Linked DNA regions of Danio rerio: region 1 is linked to region 2. The links are chromatin contacts, called in public Hi-C maps. All regions are on one chromosome and are shown on one strand. The core of a region is the stretch at or near the end of the contact, and the rest is flanking DNA. Distances in the headings are between cores, read along the strand shown. Region 1 holds the start of znf280d (zinc finger protein 280D). Region 2 holds the start of cgnl1 (cingulin-like 1).

Evidence for each region. A called contact is a pair of places that touch in the nucleus more often than the background predicts.
Region 1: a Hi-C map of hematopoietic stem cells shows a contact between it and region 2, with 2.0 times the contacts expected there. The contact joins the promoter of znf280d here to the promoter of cgnl1 in region 2. A contact is called at or near these places in 6 of 18 Hi-C or Micro-C datasets (caudal fin, embryo, hematopoietic stem cells and 1 more) and 2 of 4 datasets of contacts at active chromatin or transcription factors (caudal fin and gastrula embryo).

Annotation. Positions count from the first base shown.
Region 1 is chr7:54,315,082-54,320,400 of GRCz12tu, reverse strand. It overlaps znf280d (zinc finger protein 280D), which reads right to left and starts at 2,569. Exons shown (of 18, transcript XM_679451.9): 1 at 2,461-2,569.
Region 2 is chr7:54,092,428-54,097,645 of GRCz12tu, reverse strand. It overlaps cgnl1 (cingulin-like 1), which reads left to right and starts at 2,401. Exons shown (of 19, transcript XM_003198999.7): 1 at 2,401-2,533.

The sequences.
Region 1 (5,319 bases), core at 1,320-3,819, 220 kb before region 2:
AGTTTCTTTATTCCGTTGAACACTAAAGACAGTCTTTTAAAGAAATAATCTGAATAATCTGTAAGCATTTGCTTTCATAGTAGGAAAAACACAATGGAATTCAATAGTTAACAGGTTTCCAGCTTATTCAATATATCTTCTTTATTGTTCAGCAGAGAAAAAAAAAGGTAAATGCGTTTGGAACAAGTAAAGGATGAGGCTAAATGACAGAATTGTCAGTTTTGGGTGATCTATCCCCATAAGTTAAAGTATATAAAATAATGTTAAAATGCCTAGTTACTATTATTAATAAAAAGATCTGCTAGTCTAAATCGTTATTTATTTTGATTGGTCTTTTGATGTTGGAATTTAAAATCCACTTTTTTTCTTTGCTCAACAGGCTATTTTCACATAGAGGTTATCTTCCATTGATAATTTCTTTTTAATTATGCGCAAGTTGCATAAAACTCTATTGTTTACCCACCCACTGTTGTTTTCAAATTATTTATGTAACATGTCTTTCAGAATGTTTTCAGTTGTTGAATTCACCTCAGAACTGTGTTGCTGTAATTCCTGATCTATGGAAAGAAGAATTAGATGATGTAAAGAGTATACCACTCTACTATATTTACTATCATATTAAATGCAGTTATGTTATCTAAAACACAGTATGTCCATAATGTGGAAAATAGACCATGCTTATGAAAAAGTACTTTGTTATTTTGTACAGCTGTTATTGAAATGACACTAAGTTTAACATTCCATTTTACAGCGAGCAACGCCACAACTACAGGACCTCTTCTTTCTCTTCTCATAATGTAAGTAAGTATTCGGAGACTAACTCTGACTTCTGTTAACTCAAACCTGTTTTCCCTGTATCTCTAAATTTATTTATTTGTATGTCATTTTAGTATATGATATATTATTAAAAAATTTAAATGAAGTAGGCTCCATAATTACTCACTGGAGATTTCATATATAATAAAATTACAATAAATGTCTGAAGCTTCAATATAAACTTGCTAGTCAGTAGTCATTTCCAGTGTAGTCCTGTTGTGTCAAGCTCTGATCTGTCATCTGTCCTCTCTTGTTCACTGCCTATTTTGACTTGTGTCTGCTGTGGATCTCTGAAGCTGGATTCTCTGTTGGATTCGTTTCTTCCTCTGACTGCTTTCTCCATACCAACAACTACGCCTGGCTTCAGCTGCACCCCCCGGTCTGCTGTATTCTCCATCCTTCCCCAGTGTCAGCATTTTAATTTATATATTTATTTATTTACATTTTAATGATTTTTTGTTTACTTTTTTTGTTTGCTTACCCTTTTGTTTAAATGTGTGTGTGTGTGTGTGTGTGTGTGTGTGTGTGTGTATATATATATATATATATATATATATATATATATATATGTTTATATATATATATATATATATATATATATATATATATATATATATATATATATATATGTGTTTATATATATATATATATATATATATATATATATATATATATATATATATAAAGAGAGAGAGAGAGAGAGAGAGAGAGAGAGAATAAAATCTAAACTTTATTTTATACTGTTTGCTTAGATTAGATGTGTACTGTATGTATTAAATGTTGTGAAATATATAATAAAAAGTTTGATTATATTCATTTGTGTGGCATTTTTATACTTCAAAGTTTATACATGCAGTTGTTAAATTAAAAAATAACTGAACAATATTTAATATTAAGCAATATTGGAAAAGAATTACTGCTTATCCTGTATTCTAGGCAGTATTGATAAACTGCCACAAAAATATTAATACAAGTAGTAAAAACGCCGTCTCGCGGTTGCTGAATGTCGCACGACAACGTTGCTACAGCCTTCTCACTTCTTACATTTCTATGTTGTGACAATGTAGCAAGCACGTAAGCGGCAAATTGTCTTTGAAAAAATACAACGTTGTGCAGACATCGCTATAACGTAAATGTGTTTGTTGGGATGCTAATGTTTGAGAGTGCAGTAACAGCTGCGCCTAATATGTATATGCAAAATATTGTTATGCAAAACTAAGTCACGTTAAGTTTAAAACGCCAGCTATAGTGATGTGGAACCTATAATACATCTCTTGCAGGCTTGAGTATACAATCGACTGTTACTGCGGACATAGACCGGCTAAGATGCTAATTCAGGTTCTCACCATTGTCTCCAATTTAAAACGTGAAATCAACAAAGAATTAAGAAAGAAGAAGAGCACAGGTGTTAAGAAATTAGTTACATTTACACACATGTTTTCTTCTAAGGGCGTTATTTGGGAAAGCATTAGCAAGCTGGTCGGCTCTGTGTGGATGCTAACGCGCTAAAAAGCAAGAAAAATAGCTAGCCGCTGCAGGAAACGACACACCGCAGAAACCGCAAAGGAAACACTTATTATCTTTGTATATAGAAACAAATAGACAAACATCACAGATTAACAGATTTACACAATTCGACCTTACCTTTTAAAATCTCGTATTATTTACAAACAACATCAGTGTTGATTCAGACACGCTTACAGCAGCATGAACCGCGGAGGCTCATGGGAAATTCGAGGGGCTTTGTTGAGGGACCAAAAAGCTCTTCGAGTCTGAATTAATACCCTTTCCCCCCAGTTTAGACATACCAATATTAAAATACAGAACATGAAGTTATGTGCAGAGAAGAAACGAAACGTATTATAAACAATATTACATGTCAGACAATGAGAACCAGGCCAAAACATACGCTCTTTACATCATGGACTCTTAGTTAGTAAAGCTTTAGATATTAATACATGCATAGTGGTGCAATTAAAAAATATATACATCTAATTTACATGTAATAGATTATGTAAACTGTTTTATGTTACTCTAAAACATTTTATAACTTTAAAATGGCATTAGAAAAATATCATGGACAAGTACTAAATATGTTTATATAAGAGATGAACGAACTTATGTACAAGTTAATATCTAGGCTAATTCACTTATATAAATGTAACATTTGCAGGTAGAAGATTTAGAAATCTTGTATTGAATCTGTTTGTTTTGACCAACAGGTGGCACTATGAGTATTGTGATGAATATAAATGTCCTTTATAAATAATGAAAGTCATCACCATGATAGCTACATTCAGAAAGTTGGGAAATGATTTTTATGACTTTTTTCAGGATGGCTTGTAGTGTACATTTGTACGCGATTTTGATTTAGTGACATAAGACTATGTTCTGCATAGCATTTGGTCTGTGGTGTTCTATTTCTGTCTCTTGAACGTCACTAAATATCCTGGATATCATTATTTTGATTGAATTGTGAGCTAGTGGAGCACATAAACAGCTATACTAATTAATTGTAAAGTTATTTAAAAAAAACATGCACTGTATTATTCATTGAACTTGTATAAAATGCTGCTTGTTATACTGCTTAATTTTATGATAAAAGTATTTTCTATTTTTCTATTTTACTTACAGTGATTTAATCTTTGTTTTGCACATATATACAGCAGTATTATGGGCCTTCTAAAATAGGCTACACAAAAAGAAAGTCTAGGTGACGCAGTGGCGGAGTAGGTAGTGTTGTCGCCTCACAGCAAGAAGGTCACTGGTTCGAACCTCAGCTAAGTTGGCATTTTTGTGTGGAGTTTGCATGGGTTTCTTCCGGGTGCTCCGGTTTCCCCCACAGTCCAAAGACAGCGACCTAATTTGTCTGTAGTGTGTGTGTGTGTGTGTGTGTGTGTGTGTGTGTGTGTGTGTGGATGTTTCCCAGAGATGGGTTGCGGCTGGAAGGGGTTGCGTAAAGATTTGCTCGATAAGTTGATGGTTCATTCTGCTGTGGCGACCCCGGATTAATAAAGGGACTAAACCGACAAGAAAATGAATGAATGAATGAAATAGAAAGTATGTTAATAAAAATCAGTATGCAACAAACTGATAAACAGAAGCTCTCCACAGTTTAGTTCCAACCCTCATTAAACACACCTTATCAAACTAATTGTGTGCTTTATGCTTGTTTAAACCTACAGGTAAGTGTGTTGAAGCTGGGCTGGAACTTAACTCTGCAGAGCTGCAGTCTTCCAGGAATCCAGGAATAGACAAAAGTTGAATGAAAAAAAAAGGTACACTAAAGTATGAGCATACTGGCATCTTAAAAGTGACATATACAACAGCTTGTTACCTGAGAATTATGTATGATATAAAATCATGTTTTTTGTAGAATTTGTAGAAATTTTATATTATTATTTAATATTATTTATATTAGATTCAATTCTATATTATACATTGCTGAAAATGGTAATACCAATAATGATAATAGCAAGTCATAATAGTTACATTTAAAATAAACTTTTGTTTATTTATTTGGGTTGCCACAGCGAAATGAACCACCAACTTATCCAGCATATGTTTTATGCAGCGGATGCTTTTCCAGCTGCAACCCATCTCTGGGAAAATAAACCTATGTGTATGTGTTATATTTTCAATTATTATTATTACTATTTATTGCAGACCAATAAAACATGAACAAGGAAACATTTATTTGGTATCTTTAATAAGATAACAATATACTTATATGAGAACAATAAAAAAAATTACTTAAAATGAGCTAAATTTAATGAACCAGTACGGATAAACAGAAAAAATGCACATTATTAAAGGTAAATCACATTGTTAAATATGTTCTTATAGAGCATAAAAATATGCCAATTTGTCATTGTTTATGTGCCTGAAGGCTGAATTTCGAAAATTTTAGTAAGAAATAATTGAAGAATCAATGGAGATTAAAATCATTTTGATTACAAATAATTAATGAAAATTTACATTTAATATAAGCTAATGTAGTTTCCCAGTGTTGGGTTGTGGCTGGAGGGGCATCCGCTGAGTTAAACATATGGTGGATGGGTTAGCGGTTCATTCCGCTGTGGCGATCCCTAAATCAATGAAGGGACTAAGCCAAAAAAAATAAAAATAAATGCATGAATAAAGCTAATGTAGTTGGCAACATACTGAAGAGATAGTTGGTGAAGGGTTGCATAATGAAACATTGCTATTTTGCAATACTATTTGCAAGATGTCTGTGTTATTCATCTGCAGTATATTCATAACTGCTATTTGATAACTGTTGGCTGGATTTTATTTATTTTAATGACAATGACATAATGTGTTCAAATTTTGATCAAAGCTCCAAAGCTTTCTTATACAATTTAAAATTAGACAGAACAAAAATACCAATTTATTCAAATTCGACATAGTTCTGAAAGAGTGTGGATAAGTTCAGAAGGCTCCTGTGTATTTCAGCTGCTGAACTTGTTCCCCTGCTGCTAAGATATTCATGTTTCAGATATT
Region 2 (5,218 bases), core at 1,152-3,651:
ATAAACATACAAACAGACTGTGCTAATTACATTAACCAATCAATTTAATTACATTGATTAAATGTTCTTTCTTTCTTTCAATTTTTTTATTAAAATTAAAATAAAATATTTTATAACAGTTTTCTCAGTGGCTTTGGTGCATTTCTCACAATACTATTTACATTTGCACAACAGTTGATGCATTTCTTAGAACAAACTGCCAAACCTAGTTGATAACCTGCAAAAGCGCGTCACTTGCTCAAAATGGATAGTTCATTCCTCAAAAGCAAGTATTGATGTCAATGAAAGTGTCAGTGTCATCAAGATGAAAAGTCCTGACACCATTGATTATGAACAAGATAGTCAAATGGCTTTGTCATGTTTTCATTATGACAGTTTACTTTTTCCAGTGCAAAAAAGTCAAATTTTAGTAACACTTCCTGAAAATGCTCAAGACGCACTATATACTATTTACACAGCCATTTGAAAACTACAGCAAAGTTAGACATCACTGCATTTAGTGAGGTAACTGAGTACAAGACACTGAATATGTGTTTCACATTTTTGCTGCATTTGCTTTTTGCAATTCTAATTTATTCACAGCATTGTGCAAAAGAATAAACACACCCCTATTTACAACAAACATAAACTTCCTTTGGGTAGAGCTGTGCACAACTGTAAACAATATTGCAGCACATATTGGAACCGAACCTACAATATAGACAGATTTGTAAATCATTTATGAACTTGTTCATTTTAAAAGACATTTTCAGGAAAAAAATAGATTTAAACATTTTTGTAAAATTTACATTTGACAACTAGTTCAACATTTGTGTATATAATGACTTAAGTCGTTAAATAGGACTATTAGTTTTATATGGAATGACTATTCAGCATTCACAAGTTTAGTTCATTTTGACTGACATGACATAAGCAGATGATAATGTTATACAACAGCAGAGAGTTGTGTGAAAGCAATTGATGCATGTCCAAAGCATTTGCAATTTGTTGGAAGGAATGAGAAAGTGCTACAAATGATTTGCTATATATGATGCGCACAAATGACTAATTGTTTTGAGAAATGCATTAACTGTTGTGCAAATGTAAATAGTGTTGTGAGAAATGCACCAAAGCCACTGTGAAAACTGTAAAATGTATTCACATATAAAAAGCAAACATAGTTGCTTTAGCGATTGTCCTGTAGTTTTCACTATAGCTGCAATGCTCCTCAAAGTGACCCATACTTTTTTCTCATGTTAAGTAGGATGAAACTAAGGTTAACTGTTTTCACTCACTAAAGGAAAAACTCACAGCTTCTTAAACTGTCATCAACAGATAATTTGCGAGCTTTACAGTGGAAGGTCAATTATGCACTGATCATACCTATGCTGAAGCTGCACACATTCAGACAGCAGGCTTTTCATATTAGTTGCTTATTTATTGCAAGTAGCTACAACATTTGTTGAAAATTCACTTTTTTCTTTTGTATTATACATACATATATATATATATATATATATATATATATATATATATATATATATATATATATATATATATATATATATATATATATATATATATATATATATATATATATATATATATATATATACTAAATAAAGATTAAAGACACAGTGTGTTAAATTTGTGTTCACATTTCTGTGAGAGTCAGTGAGTAATTTGCATTATGCAAATATTCTGTCGGCGGTTGTTTTCTCACTAGATGGCGCTGTCAGTCTAAAGAGCTCTCAGCATCATTTTAGCCTGTATAATGCTGTTAAACTGTTCCAATAGTGAACTTGTTGCCTATATGTCTTACATGTACTGACAATATTGAGGTATATTAAAGCTAACAATTCTTTTTATATATATCCGAAAAGTAAACTGAAACTTTTTATTTTATTTTAATCGTATTTTTATTTTGATGTGGCAGTTTAGCCAGGTAAGACAGTTTACCAGAGTAAAGAAATGTACAGCAGTACACGGCTTCACATTTTACAAAGAAAATCTGTTTCTATCTGTTTCGATAGATTTAGTTTGCATTCTAAACACTTGTTAGACTTAGGGCTAATGCTTAACCCTGGAAAACAAAACAACCAAAACAAACAACCAAGCAAAGATACATGTTTTTCCAGTCTGGACAACACTAAGAAAAATTCATTCAAATCACATGAAATCTCCTGTCACATGAAAACCCTTGATTTCACCGATACCCAAAGCACAAGGGCTTGTAGGGCCTACACCCAGTTTCTGCGCTTTGTGTCTTGAGATCAGGTGAAATGCGAAATCAGCTCTGATCGGCCGTCATGTAGAGCGGATCAGCTGATCGCGAATCAGGCTGAGTGGGTGGGCGGGGCGAAGATTTGGTGTGGGCGGGGCTTGACGCTTCTCAACAGCCCGTGTGCTTGAAGCAAAACTAGTCTGAAAACAAGACGTGCAACAAGTGACTTTGAGCAAGTGAGAGGAGATGGAGCTTTCGCTTAGTGTCACAGCTGTTTACAGAGCTTGACCAACAAACAAACGCATATTGGAGGATAAACGACAAACAGCGGTAAGAGCTGCGTTTTTTATTTCCAAAAAGTGGGAATCTCCGCTAGTCTTGGAGCAGTTTGGTAGTAAGTTCTGTGCGCTGAAGTTTAAAAAACACTGAGAAAGTTACCAAAACTTTAATGAGTACACACTCGAGTATTTCCATGTACAGTATGGTAAATGCAGGGTATTAAAACTGCTCTTGTAGAGCCTGACGCATCTTTAGGTACAGTCAGTGTTTGTGTGAAATTTAGCCTTGTTTTTTGTGTTGTAACCATGCTTGTTTTTGGCGTATTGACTTACATTTGTTTAACCAAAGTTTTACTAAAATTACCATGGTAAAACTATGGTACTGCAAAATCATAGTAAATTTGTGGCCACTATGGTTCATAATGGTAACTCTTACCATGGTTTTGCAACACAATCTATAGTTTTACAACAGTAGTAGAGATATACAAGTTTAAGTACGTATGCCAAAAATATAATTACTACAATTTTGCTAGCTAAAAATATATATGTAAGGGTAAACATCAGTTATTTTGCATAAAAAAAATGAAAATTTTAGTTCAATTGAATGTATGATTCCCAAACTAAATCATGCAGTATGATCAGATTTACCATACTGTGCAGAAAACCATAATATGACTTAATTCTGTTGAAAAAGAGTAAAGTTCACTGTAGTTACTCATGTTATCCCTACTTACAGTTATAGTGTTTACTGTGTCATCTTGAGAATAATTATCAGTAAACCTTTCTGTTTTTTCTTCGTTTAATTATTATTATTATTGGAGTTCTAACCTAGTTTTTAGTCTGGATTAGTTAGAGTTAATTAATTAGATAGAGTTTACATGTAGATAGTCAGAGTACTACAATTGTACCAGGAAACTCCTTGGAAAAGTAAGAATGCAGGTGGAGGCCATGCTGCAAGAGTTTGCACAGCCCGTGTTTACTTCCCCGTCAGAGCTACATGTTTCCAGTTGGCACAATGAGAGGAAGGGAGCTACATTAACACCATTGAGTCCCTCTGCACATAGTACATGTGATACAGGGACTGAATAAGGCTATTGTGTCATATCCCTTTTTCTGCACCAAAGCTCTGTTCCTTGTGGATAAAGGGGCTTGCCGCTTTTTAACTTGCTCGTATTGTTCTTTCTCATCCCCCTTTGTGGGGCTGGAAAGTTTGAGTTTTCTTTTTGCTCTCTTGAGATCCAATGAGAAAGATTTTTCCTTTAGATTCTTGCTTTATTAGGGTGTTCATTTTGTGTTTTTGTCCTATTTGGCCTTAAGTCCAGTCTTCCAATCGTATGCTTTCCTTAGTGTCACCTTCATTCTTCATTGAGGAGATTCTTTACTTGCCCATTGAAAACGAACCGATTCCTCTTTGTTTTCCTTATTGTTAAGCCCTTGAGGATCTCACAGGTTGCATGCACAGTAATACATTGCATACCACGATCATGCCATTTGGCATTGCAACAAAAGACATCAATATGACTCATGCAATCTTTTGTTGGTTTGAGGTGTAAGGATGTTATCAGTGGGATCCAGAGGAAGCTGATAATAGCCTGTTGCATGGCGTGAAGCCTGTAGTGGGGTGATATTTTTTCAGCATTGTGTTTTGCTATTCTGGAGACACAATGCTGTTGCTCATTGCGTATGTCGTTAAAATTCTTTGGAACGAATTAAGATGTGATGACACTGACAAACAAGTAAATGACTGCAGTTGGGTGATTTTTGGGTTTGCAGTTGAATTTGAATAAGGTGTACTTGAAAACCAAATTGCATGAAACAGTTTGACGCTGCACTTTGTTTACTTTAGGGCTAGGCGATATGAAAAAAATGTCCTCATAATGATATATAACTATATAGTACCATTTCTGCAAATTCCATAGGTTCTTTCTAAAATGAGAATGACAATTTGTTTTGCTTAACATAAAGATCACGATTTTCTCACAATTCTGTAAATGTAAAATAAAACTTAATATGAGTAGGCTTTTATTATTGTCAATTCTCAAACATGTGGTAAGAAAAACAATAATAGTAGACCTATTTGTTGGTATACTGTTGGTTAAAATGCTACATTTTGTAAAAGCTTGGAGTAGTTGACCTTAATAGACTTTAAGCTAGACCTGGCTGTTAATACAGAGTAAAGTGAGGATTTCAGTATACAACTATTCATAGTTCTAAAGTTGAATTATTATAACATATGCATTATTATGACATCCAGTATCTGTCATTGACAGCATTATTAGACCATTTTTTCATTGGTAAAATTAGACACTTTGTTATCAGATTCCCTCAGATTGGATTATATTAAACATTATAGAGGCTAGAGAAGTTATACTGACACTGATACTTAACCATTTTAAAATAAAATAACTTTTTTATTTAATATTAACTTTAATAACTTCAATAACTTTTCATACTTTGAAATAAAAAAACTAATCAAATGCTTGTGATCATTAATATAAATACATATTGTAACTCGAGTACATCATTACAGTAAGACAGAAATTATATTTTTGGTTGAATTATACCTTATAAATGCAGTATGTGACTTTATGAACACCATTTGGAGGTGTCCACATTGCTGAGCAATGTATATTAAACAATGTGAAGACTTGTGCAACTATGCTTTTCTCCTCAACTTAGAGACGCTGGATTACGATCTAGCAAGGTGTCAAACTGAGATCTCAATCTTTTTTTTGAT